Regions from separate parts of the Mus musculus genome. Here regions 1 and 3 are each linked to region 2. Evidence: chromatin contacts called from public HiChIP or PLAC-seq and promoter capture Hi-C data. All regions are on one chromosome and are shown on one strand. Each heading gives the region's core, a stretch centred on a gene start, on an enhancer-like site or on the middle of the called end of the contact. The rest is flanking DNA. Distances are from core to core; before and after follow the strand shown. Region 1 overlaps Ercc6l2 (excision repair cross-complementing rodent repair deficiency, complementation group 6 like 2). Region 2 overlaps 1700024I08Rik (RIKEN cDNA 1700024I08 gene). Region 3 has its middle 17 kb from the start of Gm30950.

Evidence for each region. HiChIP or PLAC-seq counts read pairs in DNA pulled down with a chosen protein or histone mark. Capture Hi-C pulls out chosen DNA fragments and counts their contacts.
Region 1: a promoter capture Hi-C map of adipose tissue shows a contact between it and region 2, with 1.9 times the contacts expected there. The contact joins two enhancer-like sites. A contact is called at or near these places in 4 of 484 Hi-C or Micro-C datasets (adipose-derived mesenchymal stem cells, epidermal suprabasal cells, group 2 innate lymphoid cells and 1 more) and 1 of 9 other capture datasets (adipose tissue).
Region 3: a contact with region 2 is called in an H3K27ac HiChIP or PLAC-seq map of embryonic stem cells, with 6 read pairs. The contact joins two enhancer-like sites. A contact is called at or near these places in 2 of 484 Hi-C or Micro-C datasets (the G1E-ER4 cell line and cardiomyocytes) and 2 of 115 datasets of contacts at active chromatin or transcription factors (astrocytes and embryonic stem cells).

What each region holds. Positions count from the first base shown.
Region 1 is chr13:63,899,786-63,902,913 of GRCm38.p6, reverse strand. Ercc6l2 (excision repair cross-complementing rodent repair deficiency, complementation group 6 like 2) reads right to left here. Exons shown (of 19, transcript NM_001013608.3): 19 at 2,612-3,128. Gm46423 (a long non-coding RNA gene) reads left to right here. Exons shown (of 3, transcript XR_001780983.2): 2 at 1,731-1,863; 3 at 2,093-2,155. Among named protein-coding and RNA genes, the nearest start is that of Gm46423, 5.4 kb to the left of the region's middle. Within about 2 kb of position 1,618, at least 108 of the 459 cell types and tissues checked have an H3K27ac peak or open chromatin away from gene starts, as enhancers often do. A contact at or near this core is called in adipose tissue and uterus, where this site is marked.
Region 2 is chr13:63,718,385-63,721,429 of GRCm38.p6, reverse strand. The region is part of intron 4 of 1700024I08Rik (RIKEN cDNA 1700024I08 gene); the gene reads left to right. Among named protein-coding and RNA genes, the nearest start is that of 1700024I08Rik, 14 kb to the left of the region's middle. Within about 2 kb of position 1,714, at least 59 of the 459 cell types and tissues checked have an H3K27ac peak or open chromatin away from gene starts, as enhancers often do. A contact at or near this core is called in the G1E-ER4 cell line, adipose tissue, embryonic stem cells and 1 more, where this site is marked.
Region 3 is chr13:63,943,165-63,946,131 of GRCm38.p6, reverse strand. It overlaps the pseudogene Gm7695. Among named protein-coding and RNA genes, the nearest start is that of Gm30950, 17 kb to the right of the region's middle. Within about 2 kb of position 1,366, at least 16 of the 459 cell types and tissues checked have an H3K27ac peak or open chromatin away from gene starts, as enhancers often do. A contact at or near this core is called in the G1E-ER4 cell line and embryonic stem cells, where this site is marked.

The DNA of each region.
Region 1 (3,128 bases), core at 369-2,868, 180 kb before region 2:
GCTCTAAAGAGCTTGTGTTGGAAGGAGGGACAGAAGAGTGTCTCCATCAGTCATGAGGTATCTCCTAGGCATTGTTAGTCAAGAATAATGTAATGACCTGGGCTTCTAGTGTTCAGAAGCCAAATGTGGGGGACTGTGCTAGTTTGATTTAATAGCCTGGTCTACTTACTAACTAGAACCTGGTGCTTCTGGGAGATTCTCAGGTAGAAGAGAAACAGTCCGAGCAGCTATTGCCAATACAGGGCTGTGTGGCCTCTCTGCCTAAGTTTCTTCCTCAATAAAACAGATAACACCTGCCCGGGAGAGGTCTAGGGCAGATTAAATGTGAAAAGCACTTGAAATGTTAAACAAACGACTAAGTAAATGCTCAATAAATGTGAACTGATGTAGTTATTCCCCAGCCCAATCCCCTTTACCCTCCCTAACAGAGGAAATGAGAGGTTTACTACAGCGGAGGTCCCTATGTTTCAACAGGCTTTGGGGATGCAGTGTGGAAAATGGATTAGAGAGGGAGGAGGCCGAAGCCTGGGAACCCAGGGAGAAGTCTGCAGGCATCCAGATGGGAGGTGGAGGGACAGAAACTCAGGCTCTTGGCAGTGGGATTCAGGAACTATTTCAGAGACATTTTCTCCAGGACGTGATAACAGGTTGGGAATGGAGGCTTGGCAGAAGGCTCTGGCTTTGAGGGAAGCTTGAAGGTGGGAGGGCAGTGAAGGCAACCGCAGGGCCTGTCCTAGAGGGTGTGTGGCCAAGGACTGGAGGCCCAGCCAGCAGGTCCAACAAGCGCAAGGGCAAGACGTGCACCGGCTTGGGGGAGTGCGTCTGGACGTGGGGGGCCGCTTCCCGGGGCAGCTGGCCGGGGAATCTTAGGTGGAGTTCGCCAAGGTGCTAAGTCGGATTTCCTCCTGGGCCAGCCTGCTGTGTGTTTGTGAGGCTTGCCTGGCTGCGTCCCCGCGGCCCTCGCTAACACGGAGCCTGGAACCGGCCAGGAGTTCCACCCTGCCAGTTTCCCACTTCCTTCCTAGCTCTGCTTTGCAGCTCTGTCTAGGTGCTTGCGGGAAGGGGGGAGCCTTCGTCTGGCAGCTTCCCAAGACTGCGCGTTGGGGATCAGTTGAAAGTGATTTAGACAGCAGAAACCGGCGCCTCTGGCCTCCAGGATTCAGAACATTTAAGCCTGGGGTGCACTCGCCCAGTCAACTGTGCCAAGCTGTGCCCCGTGGGGGTCCCCACCTGCTCCTGCCTATTGACTGTCCATATACTCGCTTGGTCTCTTGACTGACACCGCACTAGGTGACCATCCCCACTCTCCTGCCAGGATACTATAGGGACTCCACAGGATCGCTGACATACGGCGTCCCCTTGCTTTAGGGCTTCAGTTCTTTAAGCTCCTGCACTACCAAAGCTGGACCACCCACGGCGTCACGCTGTGAGGGATGCGGGAAGCCGCCTGGCTTTCGGCTGGTGGCAGATAACGCGCCCCCCACTGGCTTGAGCTCAGGAGTTTTCCGTCGCTACTGCCAAAGCATAATTCCATTAGCCATTCTTCTCTTTTAGGGTAGATGCTCTGTCCTGCCAAGTGGGAGGGAGAGCAGCGCTAGGCTTTGTGGCCCCTTTCCGGGAGTTGCCAGCCACCGGAAGTACAGAGAAGTCCTCATTTGGGGCTCACAGTATCTGCAGTTTGTCCGCAGGGTACGGCCAAGCTCATTTGGCGGTGGTCCATCTTGTTGCAGGCAGAAAAGGAAAAGCCCAGGAGTTGCACCTTGCCTACCCTCGGATGGTCAGCTGCCTACTGAGTGTCAAACCTATCTCTGGACTGATTCTGACTTACTCCGCAACCCGGGTGTACCCCCAAATACACAAGAGGTTAATCTGTCAACAGTTCTTAGTTTGGCTAATCCAAAGCCTGCTCCCCTACTAAAAGGGCCCCTTCATGCTCCCCGGGGAGTGGTGTGGGACTAGAGGCCTCCAAAGACTGGAGAAGCCCTCGGGAGCCCATTTCTTCTGGTTTCCATCAGTGGGAGTGCTTTACTGGGGGGCGGGGCACTGATTTCTGCCCATGCAAACACAGCTCTCCCTCCCCTATATGCTCCAGCTGCCAAGTGTGAGTGACCATGGCCGGCCCTGGGACACAGATTCAAGTTACCTCAAATGCTGTGTTCCAACATGGTAAGAGGTTCATGAGTTTCTTGTAGTAACAGAATAAAGTAATAAAGTATTCCTGTGTGTGTGTGTGTGTGTGTGTGAGAGAGAGAGAGAGAGAGAGAGAGAGAGAGAGACAGAGACAGAGAGAGACAGACCTGGAGAGCCTGCTGTTTTCTGAATAGATAGTTCCTATATGGTCCTGTGAGCTCAGCTGAATGTGGGCAGGTACTAGCCTGACACTTCAATGTGCCAGTCTCAATGCCAGGAGCTATACAACATGAAACTTTACAGATAGGACCTCCTTGCCTTTACATATAGCTGTCACTTAACACACTGTCACCTACACTGCTGCTCTTACCACTGTCACCTACATAGCCGTACCTATCACAGACCAGAGAAGCTGGGAAAGGGGTACTAAATGAATAAATCAGAGTGTGTAAACCATATATATTAAATTCGATGAAAGAGGTTTCAATTAAAATCAAATGTTTATTCATTTCCTTTTACTTAAGAAATACAAAGTTAGGCTATAAATCTATTTATATTTACTAAATCATAGTAATGTGAAAAGTTAAGGCATCGGAATCCTGGGCAAAGATAAAAATCCCATTTCTTTAGACCACAGCACACAAACTCTGAGTGATTATAAAAATTAGCATTTTTAACATAATGCCATACATTGAGTCCTAATTGTTGAGTCTTCATTATAACTTTTATCTAAAATAATTTAATAGTAATAGAACATAATTCCAAGGAAGAAGGAAAACAGTAAGTTCCCAATGCCAATGAGGAGAGGGCAGTGGCTGCCACTTGACTTTGGGGCATTCTGGAGTTTAAAAGTGGAAGGCTGTGTGTCGGTTATCTTTCAGATAATGAATGGGCAAGTCACTCACGTAAGGCCACGGACTCACACAGGAGGGAAGATGCCAGTTAATAATAGTTATATTATGACACGTTACAATATGATACAATTACATTTGTTCTGA
Region 2 (3,045 bases), core at 465-2,964:
CAGACCAGGAGAAGCATCCGTCTCTGATTGGGTCTGACCTTTGTACCAGCCTCACCTGCTTTCCCCCCACTCCTCTGATTGACCCACAAAGAAAAGTCTCTCTTCTCCCTAAGGCTACGGCATAGTTTATTTCTGGGGCTTTGGGTACACAATCTGTCTTCTGAAAGCCACCTCAGAGGCCCTTTCCTGACACCTGGATCTCTGCCACACTTTTCTCAAGTGGAGACTCCTTCCATGCCTTGTGGATGTCTGGAACAAACCCTGATAACATTTACTCTTCCACACCCTGTTAGCCTTCTGCTGTGGCCTCAAATGGTTCTCCAGCCAGTCACAGACTCCCAGGGCCCAGCTGTGGGCCACACTTCATATAGTAGCTCCCCAGGTAGGGCGTAGGTACACAACTTACTAAGTTGTATGCAGACCCCAGCCAGGTCACAGAGAACCTAAGGTCCAGAACTGGGCCTGGGCACTCTGATCATGTTTTCTACGTTAGCAGCCACCAGTTCAGTAGTATCCACTACTTGACATCTTGAAGAATTCTGGTCATATCCAGTCTGGGACGATAAAGGCAGAACAGCTGGCTCTGCTTCACTACAGCTCTCAAATGAAAGAACCAGGTGTCACTTCTATTATTCAAATGCCTTGTCTCTACCCAGCACCCCTTTCCATTGTTCAAGATCCTCTTTGGCCTCTGAATTTCACAGTTGCCAACCCTAGTTAATATGGCTGCCTTAGTTTTTCCTTACTGAAACAGATGCATCAGAGGATCAAAACTTAGAGCAAAACGGGTTGTTTGGGCTTCCAGTCTGTGGTAGCTTCCTCTGTGCCTGTGGGAGCACCTCATGGCCAGGAGCACTGCTTATCCCACTGGAGAGACAAAGGCGTAGGTAGCCCCTTCAACCAGCACACTACAGTGACCTGATTTCATCCCACTAGACCCTACTTCTTAAGGTCTGCACCTCCCACAGATGGGGGAGGAGGGGAGAGGCATTTAACACATGGGCCTTTGGAGACCACAGCAAAGCTGACTGCTTTGCAGCCATGTTGACTTCTGGAAAGCACCTTGTGGAATGAATGTTCTTCCCAAGTCACGGTCTGCAGTTGCCTGACTGTCAGTATCAGTTTAGATGACATCTCACCATCCTTTCCATCTCTTGAGGGGGGATCTAAAATCTACACCAATGACTGGAGTTTCTACAAAGCTCGCTCCTGTTTAGCTCAGTGCTGAGTACAGTCAATCCCCTTTAGTTCCAAACTGAGATCAGAGATTCCCAAGACATATGGCATGAAATCCTTTAGGGAGCTTTGACTTTTCCTTTCTCCTTCAGAGTTATAAAGACAGGGCTGATGCCCGGGAAGGCTAACACTCTCCAAGCAGCCCATAGTATCCACAGTAGGGTGGAGATCATAGTCCCAGCCCTTCAGCAGACAGGGCTGGCCACAAGCAGCCATCTGGACATCCTGTAACCCGAAACACATACTTTCAAGAGGGGTGCAAATGACAGTCCAGCAACACAAATAATTTGCCCCCAAATGTTTATCAGCTCCCTGCCACGGCCACTTCCATTTATAGCTTATAAATGGTTATTAACTGGCTCCTTCACATCTGATAAGCAGCCCCAGAACAGGTGGCCAGAAGGGTGGGTGATTAGAGGCCTCCTGGGAGGCGTTGTGCGCTTGCCTGTGGGTGGTCTTCCTGCCTGAGGCCAATGCCCACATGAGAAGCCATCGAAAGCCTCCAATTTGCAAGATAGCAGTCTGTTGTCTGCTTGTGTATAGCTCTGTCCAAGTTACAGCTGGCTTTGCTTTCTGACCAGCAAATACTGCCAAGAAGGGTTGAAAGTTCAGCATTCAACCCCCCCCCCTCCAAAACGCATTCCCTTCCCCTTTTAGTCACAGTCAAACAGTCCGCCCAGCTCTTGCTTCAAGGGTTCTTTAGAAGGGCTTAAGTAGATCTCTATGCAAACCCAAGCCAGGGTACAGCAGACAGAGATGGCTCCCAGCCAGAAGCAGAGAGGTACCATCAAGGATTTGGTTCTCTGCTGAAATAAGCCTTGCAGGTCCCCACAAACCTGACTTTCTCAAACAGAGACATCAGCTCCCAGGAAGGAGAGATGTTAGGCCAGGATTTCTGAGCCTCAGAGTTGTGGACATTGCAGGAGCCATGCCTTGAATCTGAGGATGTTGAATACAGCCCTGCCCTTTGTCCTAGACACCAGTGGCAGCCAATCTTTATTAACCATGAAAGTTGCCTCCTGATACTATTGGGGGCAAAACTATTCAGTTAAGAACACTCTGTTAAAAGGTGTCTAAGAAGTATAAATGAACTTAAAAGGTTATGTCCTGAGTTCCCTTAGCAGGCTGTAGAGAGTTCTTGATGCTGGGGCACTGTGTAAAAACAGTGTAGAGCAGACCTCAGGAAGTGTCTATTAACGACCAGGAACATTCTGACAAAGTTATTGCTCTTGAAAATAGGAAGTTACCCAGTGTGTTGGGTCATGTCTGATTCCAGCATTTGGAGCCTGAGGGAGGAAAAACACCATCCACTAGAGGCCAGATAACGGCTAAATAGTGATTTCCAGGGTAGCCTATGCTACAGACCAGAGAGAATAGGCAGGTAAAACAAAAACAAAAACAAAAACAAAAACCTAGCTCCCTATTCCTTATGATAAAATTTGGAGGAGAGCAGGGTTCATCGATGTAGCTCAGTGGGTCAAAGGAGCTTGCCACAAGCCTAGCCTAGTGGTATACTTCTTTAATGCCAGCACTTGGGAGACAGAAGCAGATGGATCTCTGTAGAGTTCCAGGTCAGCCTGGTCTACATAGCAAGTTCTAGTCCAGCCAGAGTCACACAGTGAGACTGGAGGGAGGGGGTGGGGTGGGGGGGAGTGGCCAGTGCTGGTGGGGGGTAATTGCCTCCAATCATGATAATCTGTGTTCAAGCCCAGGGACCCACATGGTGGAAGAAGAGAACAAGTTCTCACAAGTTGTCTTCTGAGCGCCACACAGGTGTCATGCCTTCATGTACATAGAGAACACACAAGT
Region 3 (2,967 bases), core at 117-2,616, 230 kb before region 2:
TTCCCCTCCCTGCTGACACCCAATGAAAACATGGCGGCCAAAGTGGATGAGGTGAAATCGACAATCAAGTTCCAGATGAAGAAGGTATTGTGTCTGGCCGTCGCTGTCGGCCACGTGAAGATGACCGATGATGAGCTGGTCCACAACATTCATCTGGCTGTCAATTTCTTGGTGTCCTTGCTCAAGAAAAACTGGCAAAACGTCTGGGCTTTGTACATTAAGAGCACCATGGGCAAGCCCCAGCGTCTGTATTAGGACGCTCCAATAAACCTCAGTGCTGCCACTCAAAAAAAAAAAAAAAAAAAAAAAAAAACCAAACCAAAACAAAACAAACAAAACAAAAAAAACAACCTACCAGAACGGAGGAAGCTTTTTAGTCAGTAGTTTGATCTCTCCATGTCCTGTGACCAATGTTTGTGGTGTCTTCGGCAATAGGCTATTATCATCCAGTTCTGGTGGGCAAGCAAGAGCAGTAGTAATAGTATTGCGCTACAGGTCCCCAGGGCATCCTGACCAACAACTCAATGGGGGAAGGTGTCGCATACCTACCACTGAGATTTGTATTTGGCAACCCATGACTTCTTGGAGAAGCATTATCCCCCATATAGGATAACTCCAATTAAACTCACATATATATGAAGTTTGTAAAATATTAGGTTTTCATATGGCTTTTCAAACATCCTTAACGTTAGCTGTCATCTGCCTTATTCACTGAGGCAAGCTCTTTCAGCAAATCCAGACTCACTAGCCAGCTCAGGGCTGCACACTCACGTAGCATTTCCATGGTTTCTAACATCCAAATTCTGGTCCTTAGGCTTATACAGTAAGTACTTTAACCTCTGAGCCCAGTCTCCAGCCCCCAACCTTCTACATACTTCATGAAGAACTAGGAGAGAGGAGCTGAAAATATCCAAACATGAAGAAGTAATAAGAGACGAGAGAGCTGGCTGTCTGATGGGACACAATACACTTTATATCCACACACACGGAAGCACTGTGCCGTACCCCGTAAATGCACACGGTCATTGTACTGGGTTACAATAAACATGCCATCAGAAAAGAAAATCTGTCACCTAAGCTAGTTCCCAATGCTTGTTGGAGCCTGTGATATAGAGATCTGTGTATTTGTCAAACCCCTGAAGAAACGGAAATTTTGGCCTCCGAAGGTTCCAAGGCAGTGACCTTGTTATTGTTCCTAGGGTAAGCTATTTTAATATTTCTCAGTATGTCAGCACCGAGTGCTTCCTCCTAATCCCACGTGTAAAATCTATCTGAAAAGGCCGCATAGAAACCAGAAGAACACTGCAACAAAAGAACCCAGCGACAAGGGGACGTTTACATAGTCTCTTGAATAGCTGAGTTCCAGGGGGCCACAGCAGCAAATGCAACAATTCATGTGCAACCAATCCTGAAATGTTCCTTGCAGGAGGTGAGTTTTGAGTCACATTTTAAAGGCAGTGAAAGCCATTGACTGAAGCCAGGAAACTGGGAGGAAATGATTTCTCCAAAACCACGAATCTTAAAGCAAGACAGACTCAACATTTTCCTTCTGCCCTGAGGGAATAAATTATCCGAGACAGATGAGGGGCAGGGAGGAGGGTGTGAGATCAGGTAGGGAGAAGTGGGTGGAGAGTTGCTCAAGGAAGCAGCCTGGGTTGTGTTCTGAGGCAGTACTGATGGGAGAGGTTAGTCTCTGAGCAGCCATGAGGAACCAGGGCCATAGTCATGGAAGACTGACTGACAGGCTGCCGAAAGTCGGAGTCTCTTAGATGAGCAGAGACGGCGGCTGGGATGGTTGAGGGAGAGAGTAGGGCAACTGGGAGAGACAGTGAACCACATGGGATGCACATGGGGAGCAGTGCTAAGGGATCCTTCCAGATCTACTAAGGTCAAATACCGTGATGTCGGCAAGCTAGCTCAGGGAGCAAAGGAAATGCCTGCTGCCAAGCCCGAGGACCTGAGTTCTATCCCCTGGGCCCTTGTGGTAGAAGGAGAGAACTGATCTCCACATGTGTGCCTTGGTGCATCACACACACATACCTCGCACACACACCCCCACACACACCCCTCCCGCACACACACAAGCACTGCACATGCATGCACTCCACATGCAAGTAGAGAATTGGCTTGTAGTATTCAGTTATAATACATGCAAAAAAATTTTTTTAAACTATCCTCATTCCCATTTCATTGGCCAGAACAAATCAAATAGCTATGCCCATCTTGAGATGTGCCAAGGGAGAGCGATGGGCCCCATTTTGGCCCTGGTTTGGGCCTTGAGGACAAACCCCGAGCCTGTCTCAAGTTCTGAGACCCGTCTGTCACTTCCTTATTGGAGTGACTCAGCAAGACCTGTTTGACCCTGCCTCTGCCTGGCCGTTGCTGATGTAGAGCTTTCCCGTCACCCTTCCCTGCCTCCTATGTCATCTTTACCCACCAAAATCCCCTCTCCCTATGTTCCGATTTTATATAAGTGAGAAACTGATGCCATAAAGTTGAGTTCCTGCTTCAACAAGACTCCCGGCTCAGCTCAGTGTGTTTCTTTTGGGCTGTTTACTCTCCATTTAGCTCAGCCCCAGAGAGACCCTGGTGGGATTGGTACCTCTCTCCTCTCCTCTGGACCTGCCAGCCTTGCCAGCAGGAGAGGGAACCAGAGACTTAGTAAACATATCAAAGCATGCTATACCCAGGAGTGCTGCATACACAGCTGCTTGGGGTCTTCTGTAGGGCCCTGGTATTTGCAGGCTGTAGATCCTACACAACGCTTGTGTGTAATCACAGACTTCATACTTCTGAGACACTTTCTGGACCTCTCTTTTCACTTCAGTTTCTTAAGACAAACTTCAAAATCTTGATCTCAACACTTGTAATGACCAGTTTAATGGTCAACTTTGCATAGCATAGAACTGTCTGGGAAGAGAGTCTCAGTGAGGAATTGTTTACATTGGCCGGTGGATATATCTGTGG